Linked DNA regions of Sus scrofa: regions 2, 3 and 4 are each linked to region 1. Evidence: chromatin contacts called from public Hi-C and promoter capture Hi-C data. All regions are on one chromosome and are shown on one strand. Each heading gives the region's core, a stretch centred on a gene start, on an enhancer-like site or on the middle of the called end of the contact. The rest is flanking DNA. Distances are from core to core; before and after follow the strand shown. Region 1 holds the start of SFPQ (splicing factor, proline- and glutamine-rich). Region 2 holds the start of MAP7D1 (MAP7 domain-containing protein 1). Region 3 holds the start of ADPRHL2 (poly(ADP-ribose) glycohydrolase ARH3). Region 4 overlaps CLSPN (claspin).

Region 1 (3,671 bases), core at 766-3,265:
TTTGCAGGTTTTGATGAGGTCAAAAAATCAGAGTTACTGGAGTTTCCGTCGTGGCGCAGTGGTTAACGAATCCGACTAGGAACCATGAGGTTGCGGGTTCGATCCCTGCCCTTGCTCAGTGGGTTAACGATCTGGCGTTGCCATGAGCTGTGGTGTAGGTTGCAGACGCGGCTCGGATCCCGTGTTGCTGTGGCTCTGGTGTAGGCCGGTGGCTACAGCTCCGATTCAACCCCTAGCCTGGGAATCTCCATATGCCGAGGGAGCGGCCCAAGAAATAGCAACAACAACAACAAAAAAGACAAAAAAAAAAAAAAAAATCAGAGTTACTATGTCAGACAGTTGAGATGTTTGAAATAGTGCTTTTTAGGAATGTTGTGGCAATAACATAGGATTAACTATGATGTGGGTGGGATAGCTGATATAGGATGTAAAGAGATTGTTGGAGGTGAGGAGGTAGAGAACATAGATGTCAAGTGATGAACAGAATCAGAAAGGACGACAATGAGTCATAAGCTAATATTTATTGAGGGAGGAATTATCCACCCAAAGGTCCATAGATGACATTAAGAGAGGTATCAAGGGAAATGGCTTATGCTCTTCAAAGTAGTTGGATTCTGCCCCTTCGTTGATATGTATAGATAATTCAATATTGTAATTTTATGTTTTTATTTTTCTGATTTGCATTTTTTAAAAATTTATTTATTTATTTATTTGTCTTTTTGCCTTTCTAGGGCCACACCTGCAACATATGGAGATTCCCAGGCTAGGGGTCTAATCGGAGCTGTAGCCACCCGCCTACACCAGAGAGGCAGCAACGCAGGATATGAGCTGTGTCTGCGACCTATACCACAGCTCAGGGCAACGCTGGATCCTTAACCCACTGAGCGAGGCCAGGGATCCAACGCACAACCTCATGGTTCCTAGTCGGATTCGTTAACCACTGAGCCACGACGGGAACTCCTGATTTGCATTTTTAAACATTTCTTATGATTTTTTTTTTTCTGTTATAGTTGCTATACAGTGTTCTGTCGATTTTTACTGTGTGAAGTGATCCAGTAATACATATATATATATATACATATTCTTTTCTCACATTATCCCCCATCATTTCCATCACAAGTGACTAGATATAGTTGCCTGTGCTATACAGCAGCATCTCATTGCTTACCCACTCCAAATGCAATAGTTTGCATCTATTAACCCCAAACTCCCAGTCCACCTCCCTCCCTCCCCTTTCCCCTAGGCAACCACAAGTCTGTTCTTCCAGTCCATGAGTTTCTTTTCTGTGGAAAGATTCATTTGTTTTGTATTAATAATCTAGTTTTAAAGCATCTTAATCTGTCCATAAAGTGTTTTGTGGTTTGTAGAATTAAGAAAAACGTTCATTTCTTCCTGTGATGTGTTTGTAAATTAGTGTATACACACAAAATCAAGGCCTTTCTTTTTGAACAAAGAGCAATCACTAAAGCCCATGGCGACACTTTTACTGCTAGAACAAACCAGTACTCCAGTGAGATTCCAAAATGAAATCAGTAAGATCAAGTGTGCGAAATCGGTAAAAAAAAATTTTTCTCTAAATTTATGGGCCCAGCACAAGGTAGAAAAGATAGCAGGCACTTAATTTATGCTTTTGAGCTGGAGGCTGTAGGTTCTTTCTGGGGGAGGATATCAGCAGGCTGCTCTTAAGGGCAATCAAGAAAGAAAGGACTTGCTAACATCTCTCCCCAGGAGCTGATAGGGCCCTGGCTATCTGCTTCCAAGGGAAAAATTGCTCCGGCGAACCCATTCAAATATCTCTCAGCAAATCACCGTCACCTACAGCCAACTCCTTTTCCGCCCATTGGCTTACTGGAAACTTCAGCCACTCCATGCCTCCCGCCTCTCATCCGGGAGCCAATAGGAAAGATTAACTCCTCGTAACTTAGCGTCATCAAGTACAGTAATTGCAATTGGCTATTGCTGCTATTGATCCAGAAGTAGGCGGGGCCAAGCCAGCCGGCCTATATAAGAGGAGGACAAAGGCGGCGCGCCGCCTGTGTCATCCGCCATCTTGTGAGAAGCAAGGTGGCCTCCACGTTTCCTGAACGTCTTCTCCGCTTCTGCCTCGACCGCCCCTTGGTTACAGACATGTCTCGGGATCGGTTCCGAAGCCGGGGCGGTGGCGGTGGCGGCTTCCACCGGCGCGGAGGGGGCGGCGGCCGCGGCGGCCTCCACGATTTCCGCTCCCCGCCGCCAGGCATGGGCCTCAATCAGAACCGCGGACCTATGGGGCCCGGCCCGGGCCAGGGTGGTCCCAAGCCCCCGATCCCGCCACCGCCTCCGCACCAGCAACAGCAACAGCCGCCGCCGCAGCAGCCGCCACCACAGCAGCCGCCGCCGCTTCAGCCGCCGCCGCACCAGCCACCGCCGCATCAGCAGCCGCCGCCGCCTCCACAGGACTCGTCCAAGCCCGTCGTTTCTCAGGGGCCCGGCCCGGCTCCCGGAGTAGGCAACGCTCCCCCGGCTTCTGGTTCGGCGCCGCCCGCCACCCCCCCGACCTCCGGGGCCCCCACGGGGTCGGGCCCCACCCCGACCCCGCCGCCGGCCGTCACTTCGGCGCCCCCCGGGGCACCTCCGCCTGCGCCGCCGAGCGGCGGTGTCCCCACCACCCCGCCTCAGGCTGGGGGCCCGCCTCCTCCACCCGCAGGGGGCCCAGGCCCCGGACCTAAGCAGGGCCCGGGACCTGGCGGCCCCAAAGGCGGCAAAATGCCAGGCGGGCCGAAGCCCGGCGGCGGCCCGGGCCTAAGCACCCCTGGCGGCCACGCCAAACCGCCGCACCGAGGCGGTGGGGAGCCCCGCGGCGGCCGGCAGCACCACCCGCCGTACCACCAGCAGCACCACCAAGGGCCACCACCGGGCGGGCCCGGCGGCCGCAGTGAGGAAAAGATCTCGGACTCGGAGGTGAGTGTCTCCCAGACCTACGCGTCGGTTTCTCTAAGATGGCGGCGGCCCCCTCTTTTCCCTTCCCTTCCCCTCCCCGCCCTCCATTTTGTCGGAGACCGGAAAGAGCGCCTGCGCGCGGGAGACGAGGAGGGGCGGGGCCGGCTGCCGGAGCGGGAGGCGGATGGCGTGGGTCCGCTAGCAGGCCCCTGTGGTTGGCCACCCGACTGGCGCAGCAGTCGCGGGGGTGGCCTTAAGGTGATGCTAAGCTATGGTGCGCCGTATTGAAACTAGCGGACTTTTGGAACCAGAGCAGAGTGAAATGTAGGATTGGAGAGATGGAGGGAGTTCCGGTCCTAAGCGCGCAGGCGCAAGTCTTGTCGTTGACAATGACACTTCCGTCCCTTTCCCTTCTTGTTAATACTTAAGCACTCTCTTATGTTTTGTCTGCTACGATTTTGATTCTGTCGGGGATACTCGGCATACGGCTGATGAGGTCCTGTTATAGAGCTTAATCTAGGGAGGTCTTCCTATTCGATTTCAAGAGTATACTGGGTGATTTTGGCTGTTTGCTGTTAGGATTGTAGTTGTGTCATGAAACCCGTAAATGTAGTAGCATTTTTTGTTTTTAAATGGAACAGAAAAGCGACTGGATTGGTAACATCCAGTTTGGGGAAAAAAGATTATTACTGGGTTTTCCTATTTTCCAGAGGTCATTGGTGTCTGAAAATACCTTTTTTTTCATTAGGGTT
Region 2 (3,671 bases), core at 495-2,994, 890 kb before region 1:
ATGGGGTGGGGGCGAGGTCTGGGCCAGGGCCTGGGCGTGGGGGGCGCCAGGGCCTAGGCTTCGGTATGCAAGGCTTCCGGCCTGAAAATCTGGACCCCCGACACACACATCCAGGCAGGGGTCACACGTGCCCATCAGGGATGGGGAGGGGGACAGACGCCCCACTCGGGAGAAGAAGATCTTCAAGGCCTGGGGTGGACTGGGAAGGTGGGTAGAGGCAGGGAAGCTGAGGTGACACTGGACGGGGGCAGAAGGGTCACCAGCAACTCCACAGCAGGGTCCCGGCGGACCCCGCCGCTCAGGCCTTCCCAGCGCCCGGGGTGGGGGAGGGGGCAGCTGTCAGAAGATGCGTCTGTGGCCCAGAGCCGCCGACGCCGCCACAGCCTTTATTTTTAAACTTCCAAGTGGTCAGAGGGCGCGGCGAGGGAGGGGTCCCCGCTGAGCGGGCCGGCCTCATCCTCGGCCTTCCCGAGGCCCCTAGATGCCCCTCTCCCATCTATCCTCTGGCATACCTGGGGGTGCGCCGGCACCCGGCTCCGAACGCGAGCCGCTCTCCATGGCTGCGGCGTTACGGCTGGGGGGGTATCTCGGGGGTCTCAGCGGCGACGGCGGCGGCGGCCGGCGGCCAAGATAGGGGTCCCGCGGCGCATCACGCCCGGCCCGGCCCGGCGGGCAACGATTCGGAGGTGGAGGGAGCTCCGGAGAAGGTCGAGGCTGACTCGGCTGGTGGCCTGCGGGCTCGGACTCGCCGGCCGCCCAGTGTCTGCCGGCTCCGGCCGCGATTCTGCTCCTTGCCAGTCGCCGGCCCAGTCCCGGCCGCGGCCCAACCCTATTGTACCGCCCGGGCTGGGCCTGGCCTCCCCGCCGGCGCGTACCAAGTGCGACGCGGGGAGAGCCGCCCCCGCAGCGCCGGAGCACTGAGCGGCCGCGCGCGCGCCCCGCCCCCGTCCTGGGGCGCGGGACCTCGAGCCTGGGGACGCCTCTAATGCGGGCTGCGGTGGAGGGGACGCCACGACACCCGGAGAACGCCCGTCCAGCTGCCTCCCCCGCGGCCGCGCGTTGGTATGCGCCGCAGCGTGAGCCGACTATGTAGGGAGCGCTTTGGTGACTCACCCGCCGCTGGGACTGAGGGGAGTAGGGGGGAGCCGGGATGGGAACCCCCAATCCCACCCTGGAGCCTGGGAGCTCCGGTTCTGGGGATCTCAGCGGCAGCTTCCAGTCTACATTCTCTCCCAAGCCCACCTCCAATAAATTCACCTGGGAACGTGGGGAGACCTGAAGGAGGGTCACAAGAAGCTCCCTAAAAGGGCTATGCTTTCTCTCCCCCGGTGATGGCTGGGGTGGGGAGAGGCCCGGGAACCTTTACGCCTGCCCTTCCTCCATCATCCCACAGTTGGTGTCTTCCCTGCTCCTCTGGGGTAATTACAGACCTGCACCACTGCTTTACCCAAGTCTCTAATCTTCTGGGTCTCTCCCGGCTCCAAACTGGGTGGTCCAGGCTCTGAACCACCCCCAGCCCCATCAGAGGACCCCTCCAGGTTCTCCGAAAGGATTTTTCTCCCCTGTGTCCTGTGGAAGGAGGCAATAAGTCCCTTCTGACTCCCCTCCCCCAAAGTAGTCCTATTTCCCAGGCCTGGGGAATCGATCCCCCAATCCCCTTGCTAGTGCCAGCTGAGGTGGGGCCTCAAGCCGAGTCAGGCCCAGCTTGAGCAGAGAGCTGGGAGCTTGCTGGGAAGGTGGATCGATGATGGTGCTGCAGGGATTGACAGAGGGGAGGAAGGAGGAGGCGCAGCTGGGCCCTGGCCACCCCATCCCTGCCCTTTGTCCTGACCTCCAGAAGGTCAGTTGTCTGGTTCTCCGTTGCCCAAAGATTAGGCCCAGCGATATGCTGTCCTCTGTCCCCCTCCCCTTTCCCGCCAGTGCCTCCTTTGAGCAGCTCCAGAGAGCAGCCATTTCAAGGCGGAGGGTTGGGAACAAAAGAGTCTGAGTCTCAGGCCACCTGGGAGCTGACTGTCCTGGGAGGAATGAGTAGTTGGGGGCCCGACCCTTCTTGGGAGGGCCCTGGAGGGAAAATACTACCTTCCCCAGTCCGAAAACATTAGCAAAGGATAATGATAGAAAGCCTGCAACTAGAGCTGGTCATCTTAAGCTACTGTCTTAACTTTTCTGAAACCCAGTTTGCTCACATAAAATCAGGAAGATAATTATATTGAGGGAACATGGGGTCGATGTAAAGGTGATTAAGGCAACGCAGATGAAGTGCTTAGTACTGAGCCTGGCGTATAGGAATAAATAAGGGTGGTGATGATGATGAGCTTCAAAAATACAAGTGCATTAAGATGAGAAGCAGATCCCCCATCTTTATTGCCAGCCATCCTATCTGACAATAAAGATCCCCAGGGGGATGATGGAGCCCAGGACTGTCCTTTGTGAGGTCACCCTGTGGATGAGGGAGCCCAGGACTGACCTTTGGGAGGTCAGAGGCCTCAGGGCCTGCATCTTCCAGAGCTGAACCTGCCCACCCCGACCCAGGCAGTGACTAGACTCAGAATTCAGGAACAGAATCCAACAGGGGAAGGGCCTTCCGGGATGGTTCTCCCTCACCCCCATACACAATCTTGAGACTGTTGCAGGGACAAAGACATATATAGGTGAGAATAGTGAGGTACCCTCATTAGCTAGAGCTCCAGGGCAGCGGAGGGGGGAAGGATGGCTGAAAATGAAAGGATAGGCCAGGGATGGCCTATGTAGGAGGATTTGAATGCCAATTGGCATCATGATCTATACAGTGGAGGTCTTGGGGAGCTGCTGAAGGTTCTTCGGAAGGGGAAGGATTGGCTTTAGAACTGGAAATCCTCCATTGTGTCTAATGGTGGGGGATTGACTTTGAGGAGCTCCCGCAAAGAGACAGTGTAGGGTATTAGCCTACTCAGTGGTTCTTAACTAGAGGCAGTTTTGCTCCCCAGGGACATTTGGCAATATTTAGAGGCATTTGTGGTTGTCGTAACTAGGGGTGTTACTGGTATCTAGTACTTAGTCACCAGGGTTGTTAACATTCTGCAAGGCACGGGACCACCCCCAGAACAAAGACCCATCAGGCCCCAAATGTCAGTGGTGCCAACGTTGAGGAGCCCTTCCTTAGACTGAGGCACCTGTACCTCCTCACAGGATGCTAGCGGTGGGAGTTAGGCAACTTGACATTCTCTGGCCAGCCTCAGAAGGCTTCCTACACGTCCGTCCGATGGATGCATCCGATGGGTCGGCAGCATCGAGTCCTGGGAGGATGACTGAGGGGAGCCAGGAGAGCACCCGTGTCCTGTGAGTGCTGCAGTAAGACCAGACAGTCGGAGTGGACTCCTTGCCATCTGCCTCCTAACTGATCGGGATCCTTGGTGGACCCCAGGCCACAGCAACTGACAGGGCTTAGAGTGGGTGTCTCTGAGGTTGGGGCTGAGTGATCGTGTTCCCCAAACATTACACATCCCAGAGAAGGAGAAGGGGAGCACTTGCAACATCATGGGCTGAGGCCCCAGCAGGATGCCCTGCCCTCTAAGGTAAACGGTGAGGAGCTGTCACCTTCCTGTGCCTCCCCTTCTGCCTGGGGCAGTTCTCCTCCCCTTCCACAGAAACAGGCTTGGAGTCGTCAGTCTGGGCTGGAGCAGCTGGGCTGG
Region 3 (3,671 bases), core at 707-3,206, 830 kb before region 1:
CAGCTTTTCCCCAGGGAACCATCTCTCTTCCATTCCCAGTTCAGATGATAGGAGATGTAGCCAAGCCCGCCTCCAGCCCAGCCCAACTGCACGTCCCATCCCCTGGTTCATATGACCTAAAGCAGGCCAGTGAGACTCTGAGAACGTGGCTGGGGCCACCACAAAGAGAAACTTCTTCTGCTGGAGCTGCAGAGCTGGGTGCTGCTGGGGGCCCCCCTAAGGGAAGGGTCTGCCAGAGGAAAGCTCACCCAAAAGAATGCAGATCTGAACAAGGAGAGGAACTGGGTCTTGAGATGGCTTGGCTCAGCTCCACTTAAAGCCAGGCCTACCACTGGATTTCCCAGCGATGTCACCCAATGCATTCTCTTTTTGCTCAGGCTATTTTGAATTGGGTTTTCTGCCACTTGCGCCTAAAAGGTCCTAAAACCTCAACCTCAAATGTTTTTCCCTCATCTTAACATCAAACCAAAATGAAAATATAAAACTGTCCCAACATCCTGTCTGACTCTCAACCACAGTTCATCTCTCTCCTTCTCTTCATACCAAACCATACTTTTATCTTCTCCTTTTCCAATTCTTCCTAAACACAACTGAAATCTAACTTTTTTTTTTTGCCTTGTAGGGCTGCACCTGCGGCATATGTAGGTTCCCAGGCTAGGGGTTGAATCAGAGGTACAGCTGCTGGCCAACGCCAGAGCCACAGCAATGCGGGATCCAAACCATGTCTGCAACCTACACCACAGCTCATGCCATGCTGGATCCCCCTGAGCAAGGCCAGGGATGCAACCTGCAACCTCATGGTTCCTAGCCAGATTTGTTTCCACTGTGCCATATGGGAACTCCTGAAATCTAACTTCTAAGGTTCAACTTTCTACTGAAAATGCTTTTCTAAATCTAGATTTCCCGAGACTTAACCCCTTTTACCATCACACCAGTGACCAGTGTCTTCGTCCAGAAATTCTTGAGTTTTGTTGTTACGCATCTCCCCACTTCTCCTATCAAACAATTTCCTTCTCTAGCTCCTTTTCCTCCTTCAGGGTTCTGGGTGTGGCCCTTTTCCCTTACTATTCTATATGCTCTCCCAGAAGACTCATTCTCTGCTTGACCTCAGCTGTGATACTGAGCTGAGATCTGGGTGATGAGCAGACTGCCCAGGGGAGAGAGCTTTACAGGCAAACGGACAGCGGTACATGCAAAGGCCTCGGCAAGAGGAAGCACGATGTGACAGCAATGCAGAGCGGTACAAGATGAAACTGGGGCCGCAGGGGAGGACCGGCCACAGATGGCACGTTAAAGAGTTTGATTCTGTCTTAATGGTAATGGAAAATCACTGCAGAGCTTCACGCGCGCGGGAGGCAGCCATCAGATCTGTTTTCAGATGCGCACTCCCAGCTGCGTGGAGATGGACCGGTGGTGCACTGATCCAGGAGAACTGGGTAAATCGGGTCGAATCGGCAGGGGTGTACTACTGGACAAGGCAATCTAGGCGTGGCCTGTACCGCGGGAGGATGGGGTTGCCAGGCCCGTAACCGGCAAACGTCTGGGGCGAGACTCGTGAAGATGGGGCTCGGATTTAAACAAGCTGAGTCCGAGGTGCCCGCAAGTCCTGCAGATCCGGCCACTCACTCCCGCTGCGGTTCCCTCCCTCCCAGCGTCCCTCGCGACCCTTGGCCTCCACGTGCCCCAGTGCGTCCGGGCCCGCCCACCTGTCCGCGGGCTCCCCGCCGATCCGGGGTCCGGCTCCAGGTCCTGGACCTGACGCAGGACTGACGTCAGGTCGACCGTGTCGCGCGCCTCGTAGACGGCGCCCACGCAGTCCCCGAGCAGCGCGCCAGCCAGGCAGCCTCGGAAGCGGGAGAGGGAGCGGGCCGCCCCTGCCCCTCCGGAGGCCGCTGCCGCCGCCGTCATCGCTGCCACTGCCATCCGCGCCGATCCGCAGCCACTTCCGGTGCGGCCGACGCGTGCCCAGCGGCGCCGCTTCCCTGGCCCCACAGCGACACCCCGAGGCGCGGAGTCATAATTCCCGCGCGCGAGTGACCTGGGTGGTCCCGCAGCCCTGGTTCGATTGGGCTCGGCCTCTGGTTTTAGTCCCCATCCCCCACCCCTGGAAAGGGCATCACAGTCGGACGGGACGTCCACTAAAGGGTCCCCAGGGGTGGGCACTGAGCCAGACTGTAGGGTCACTGGCTCCGAGGCCTTTATGTGCCCGGGTACCCCAGCCCTCCCAGGGCAGCCGCCGCTCATGGCCCCCACTCAGGGCTGGGTGCCCCTCATCCCCAAGCCCTCCCCCCATCACCCTGGCCCCCTCAGGGCCTCTCCTAGGCATCCAGAGGGCAGGCTAGGGTCCAACTGGGGCAGAGCTTGTTGGAGGTCGCACAGCTAGAGCCCAGGGGTGCTGGCCTGGTCGAGACAGGCCCCCTGAGGGGAGAAAGGGGAAGGAGTGGGATTTGGAACTTGGAGCTTGAGGGATGATGTTCCCCGCCTGTGCTCCTCCAACTACAGGGGTAGCAGAGAACCCTCTGGACTGAGAACCCCCCACCTTTATTGACTCATTATCCCCACCTCCACTTCATTTCCCACCAGCCTTCCCCTCTGTTCTCAGCCCCTCGCTAGGTCAGCTCCAGCTGGCAGGTCTTGAGTGGACTCAGGGTGCGGTTTGTGGTGCGTGTGAAGGTGTCCACCTCAGGCACAAACTTCTCAGCAGGCACGGTCAGCTTCCGACGAGTATCCATGCACTTGGTGTCCAACAGCATGGAGTTGGCCTTGCAGGCGATATCAGCCTGCAGCCGAGCCAGGTGCTTGTACAGGGCATCCAGAGCGTCCCTGGGGAGGGAGGATTAACAACCCACCACCACTACATGAGGCTGGGCAGGCAGGGCTGAGCTTACCCACCTTGAGTCAGGAAGCCAGCAGGGAAGCCAGCAGGCAGCACGCCGCTGGGGTGGTGGGAGTTGTCTCCCCGCCCCTCCTGCTCACTCCCCAAACCTACTGTGCTTGAGCCAGCTTCTGCTTCAGGGCGGCAATGGTTGCCTCTAACTGGTGAACCTCATCAGTGAGGCCGAACTGTGCCTGGAGGTAGAGGAGCAGGTGGGAGGGAATCCCAGGTCAGCCAGGCTGTCCTTCTGCCCATGGGCCAGGGGGTGGCCTATGCCAGAACCCCTGCTCCACCAGGGAGCCCGTGCCCCGCTGGGGTGCCCTCATACCTGGTCACGGCAGAGTTCCACATTAGGCCGGTAGGTCCTGGTCTCTAGCCGGGTATGGCATAGCTTCAGGTTCTGCAACTTTCTGCGCAGATCCTCCTCCAGGTGCCGGATGTCCTCCTGCAGCTCAGCAATCTCCTCCAAGGTCTGCAGGGACAGAGGGACTGGTCTCCACCTGGTGCACCCAGTCCAGGGCTTCCTGGCAAGGCCCCAGGCTCCTCATCCCACAGCAGGAAGTCCAGGCCCCAGGAGATACGCGGAGAAGCTCACATTCTTCTCTTGCCACTTGAGCTCACTGTACACCTTCTCCATCTCCCGCAGCCGCTTCCTGAAGGCAAATTCCGTTGCAACCCTTTGGGCTTCGAGTTCATTGTTGGTCTGAAGGACAGGAAGTAGGCAGGACAAGGGGAAGGTATAAGCTTTGGCCTCTGGCCATCTGAGGATGTGGCTCAGGTGAGGGGTGGGATGCCA
Region 4 (3,671 bases), core at 709-3,208, 540 kb before region 1:
TGTTCTCTATAAGAACAGAAATTTTGTTCTCAATGTATCTAGCAGATATTCAGGCTCCAAAGAGACACTCTATAGTTCTGTAATGAGCTTAATTTAATTAAACAACCTTGACATCTTATCCCCTACCTTCCATTCCATCATTAAGTCAATTCTCTGAAACTCTTATGATCTTTCCTGTCTCCATGCCTTTACCCACTCCATTTTTCCCACCTAAAAATATTCTCCTTCTTTCTTTTTGCTTATTTCAGTGTTTCTTACCGACATTTAGCAACTCTGGCCCTACCCACTAAATTTCAGTAGAGGCAGGGTCATTATGACAACCATGATACATCCCCTGGTTGAACATCCCTAGTAAGACCACCCTTTGGGCCTACAGTGGGAATGATGTTGTTTTGTCTGTCCAGTACCACCTCCTGTTTTAGGAAGTGTTCCTTCCCCACTCCAACTATATTGTTCTTAAAGAAGTTACTATATTCCTATCAGACTCTGCCCTTCTAGGTACAGTTGAATCACATGGCTTGTCTGAAGAAGGTCAGGCACTAGACTACCCATAAGGAGGTGCTGAAACTGAACAGAAAGTAGGAGTGGAGCAGATCCCCTTTGTCCTTCTGTGATAGAATCTCCTTCCTCCAAACATACATATATGGGTAAATTCTCCCTAGACTAGCTGAGGCATATGTGGTTGAGATACAATTGACCAAGTGCTGGGGATGCTAATATCTAAATAAACACTACTCGGAATTCCCATTGTGGCTCAGGGGATTAAGAACCCGACATAGTGTCCATGAAGATGTGGGTTTGATACTCGCTCAGTGAGTTAAGGATCCCGCATTTCTGCAAGCTGCGGCATAGGTTGCAGATGGGGCTCAAATCAAGTGTTGCTGTGGCTGTGGCATAGGCCTACAGCTGCAGCTCCAATTGGACCCCTAGCCTGGGAAGTTCCATATGCCTCGGGTGCAATCCTAAAAAGAAAAAAAAAAGTAATAAATAAATAAACCAACACTACTCTCACTGTAAGCCATCAAATTTCTATAAAGCTTGAGGGAGGGTTGAGTTGTGAAAACACTTGAGTTTTTACAAAAACTGAAGAATAAGGCTGTATGGGAAACTGAATAAAGCAGGCCAGAGGAATTTCTCATATATGTTTTTTTTCCCTGGGTAGGTAGCCAGAAAAGGAAAAGGGAATTGAAGAAAAAACATATGAAGGAGATACTAATAGCTGCTGAGTTAATGTTTTGGGAGCTGCATACATAGAAGTTTGGAACTGGAAAGAAGAGAAGGGTCTGTGCCTGCGGGATACCTCTTCAGTCACCAGAAAAGCCAAGAGAGAGAGCTCCGATTTGGACAAAGAGCAGACAGAGGTGAGCTAGGAAGGGGAAATCTTTTATTCTGCATTAACTTGTGCCAAACTAAAGTGAGTCTGTATTTAGATTTAGTGACCTGTATGTATTCTCAATTTTGGTGATTGGCATCCTAGTCTGGCATTCACCAGTCCAGAAACCTGAGAGTTACTAGTTTTACATTGATTCTACTGTCCCTTGCCCCTCAAGATTATTCATCAACAAGCCCTGTCAATTTTGCCTCTTTTCCCCCAATCCATCTCCTCCTCTCTATTGTTACTATCACTGACCTAGTTCAGGTCTCTATAATCTCCCACCTAGATAACTGGTCTTCCTTGCAGTTTAATCCCCTTCCAATCCATCTTTCATATGCTGCCAGAATAATCTTTCTCAAGCATACATCTAACCATGTTGCTCTCCTTCTTAATAACTCCCTCCACCACCACTACCCTCAGCTGCCCATTCAGACTGTCTAAAAACTAAGCTCTAAGCATAGCATTCCAGACTTGTTGTTCCCTGTTTAACTTTTAGCCTTCCCAATTCTGGCCATTTCCCCACCCCCCGCCACAACCCAAACACACACCCCGTGCTCTAGCTGCCCTGACCTACTTTCAGTTCCCCAACACAACATGCTTCATCAAGCCCTTGCACATACCTGGAATGCCTTCTTCCCGTGCCAGCCAGGAACATTCCAATCCATCTTTGAAACTCAGTTTAGGAGTCATCTCCCCCTGAATTGCCCCAGGCAAAATCAGGGCCCCCACAGCTGTTTGTATACATTTCTATTACACATGCCTTTTTACTTGCCTAACTTCAAACAGCAATGGGAAGCTCTCTGAGAACTAGACTGTATTTTATTTATCTTTGTATTCTCTGTGTCTAGCTTAGGCTTAAAATAGGGACTCAAGTCTTGCTGAATGAGTGGATGAATATTTGATATGTATTTTAGGTTGCCAAAATTTACAGTAAAGGAGCTTCTGCCTACAAAATAGCTGATGGTGTGTGTGCTATCACGTCTCAGGAAAAGGCCCTGGTATTTTGTTTAGTTTCATTTTTTAGGCTTATTTTATTTTATTTGCTGTGCTCATGACATGCAGAAGTTCTCTAGTCAGGGACTGAACTAGTGCCAAAGCAGGAACCCAAGCGACAGCAGGGACAACAGCATATCCTTAACCCGCTGAGCCACTAGAGAACTCCTTGTGCTTATTTTAATCATTCTTTCAACAATTATTTATTATGCATCCACTATGTGTCAGGTCCTGTGCCATTTTTAAAGGTCAGGGAGTACACCACATCAAGCAAGAAAAATAGTTCTGGCCTCTAAGCAGGCATTCTCCTGGAGAAGCTTTATAACTATATGGAATTACAGTACAAAATTGTTTTTGAAAGCAGATTCTAGAAGATGTAATTACTTCACTATTCCAAAGGAAAATTTAAACAATTCGTTGAATAATTTTAAAATGAAGCAAAGAAGAAAAAGGTTTTAGGATAGAGTAACTACAGGCACTAGATGGACTGACATGACCAAGCCCTGTCACATGGTGGCAGTGCTTCTCCAGGGATGAAGATTTAGCAGCCAAGACCTTGAGAAAAGCAAACATTTCTCACACTTCAATTCCAGACAGGGAAGAGTACTAAAAATTTAACATGGTAGACTTTCTCAATTCACAGAAAAGATGAAGTAAAAGACATAATTTGCTCAACTTTATCCCTCCAAACTTTCTTAGGCCTTTGGAATCTGTTTTTGTTTGTCTGCCAGCAAGCAAATATAAATAGAACTTTGGAATGGGCTGAATGTGTTAAATTACACAGCTTATTTTTTCATAATTGATTAATTAATTTTTTTGTCTTTTTAGGGCCACAAGCACCTGTGGCATATGGAAGTTCCCAGGCTAGGGGTCAAATCAGCAGCAGCTGCCGGCCTACACCACAGCCATAGCAACTCGGGATCCAAGCTGAGTCTATGACATAACCACAGCTCGTGGCAACACAGGATCCTTAACCCACTGAGGGAAGCCGGGGATTGAACCTGCATGCTCATGGATACTAGTCGGGTTCGTTAACACTGAGCCATAATGGGAACACCAATATTTTCATAATTAATTTTTTGTATTGATTTTTTGTGATATAATTATAGATCCTACTAGTGAAAACATTTCCTAATTTATATGACCCAAATAAATGTGTCAGTATTGAAATGTATTTCCTGTATTCTTTTTTTTTTTTTTTTTTTTTGTCTTTTTGCTATTTCTTGGGCCGCTCCCGCGGCATATGGAGGTTCCCAGGCTAGGGGTTGAATCAGAGCTGTAGCCACCGGCCTACGCCAGAGCC

What was found. Promoter capture Hi-C pulls out the DNA fragments that hold promoters and counts their contacts. A called contact is a pair of places that touch in the nucleus more often than the background predicts.
Region 2: a contact with region 1 is called in a Hi-C map of liver, with 8 times the contacts expected there. The contact joins the promoter of MAP7D1 here to the promoter of SFPQ in region 1. A contact is called at or near these places in 2 of 5 promoter capture datasets (fetal skeletal muscle and liver) and 2 of 47 Hi-C or Micro-C datasets (embryonic fibroblasts and liver).
Region 3: a promoter capture Hi-C map of liver shows a contact between it and region 1, with 2.1 times the contacts expected there. The contact joins the promoter of ADPRHL2 here to the promoter of SFPQ in region 1. A contact is called at or near these places in 1 of 5 promoter capture datasets (liver) and 1 of 47 Hi-C or Micro-C datasets (skeletal muscle).
Region 4: a contact with region 1 is called in a promoter capture Hi-C map of liver, with 5 times the contacts expected there. The contact joins the enhancer-like site here to the promoter of SFPQ in region 1. A contact is called at or near these places in 2 of 5 promoter capture datasets (fetal liver and liver), 11 of 47 Hi-C or Micro-C datasets (alveolar macrophages, embryonic fibroblasts, heart right ventricle and 7 more) and 2 of 2 datasets of contacts at active chromatin or transcription factors (alveolar macrophages and skeletal muscle).

What each region holds. Positions count from the first base shown.
Region 1 is chr6:91,406,580-91,410,250 of Sscrofa11.1, reverse strand. SFPQ (splicing factor, proline- and glutamine-rich) reads left to right here and starts at 2,015. Exons shown (of 11, transcript XM_021095898.1): 1 at 2,015-2,940; 2 at 3,668-3,671. The coding sequence starts at 2,128.
Region 2 is chr6:92,296,065-92,299,735 of Sscrofa11.1, reverse strand. MAP7D1 (MAP7 domain-containing protein 1) reads right to left here and starts at 1,744. Exons shown (of 18, transcript XM_021095927.1): 1 at 513-1,744. The coding sequence starts at 558.
Region 3 is chr6:92,236,752-92,240,422 of Sscrofa11.1, reverse strand. ADPRHL2 (poly(ADP-ribose) glycohydrolase ARH3) reads right to left here and starts at 1,956. Exons shown (of 6, transcript XM_003127788.4): 1 at 1,707-1,956. The coding sequence starts at 1,923. TEKT2 (tektin-2) reads right to left here. Exons shown (of 10, transcript XM_005665212.2): 7 at 3,471-3,578; 8 at 3,204-3,347; 9 at 2,990-3,069; 10 at 2,298-2,823. The coding sequence ends at 2,610.
Region 4 is chr6:91,945,073-91,948,743 of Sscrofa11.1, reverse strand. CLSPN (claspin) reads left to right here. Exons shown (of 26, transcript XM_021095923.1): 2 at 1,163-1,361. Among named protein-coding and RNA genes, the nearest start is that of CLSPN, 21 kb to the left of the region's middle. Within about 2 kb of position 1,958, at least 19 of the 83 cell types and tissues checked have an H3K27ac peak or open chromatin away from gene starts, as enhancers often do. A contact at or near this core is called in fetal liver, liver, omental adipose tissue and 1 more, where this site is marked.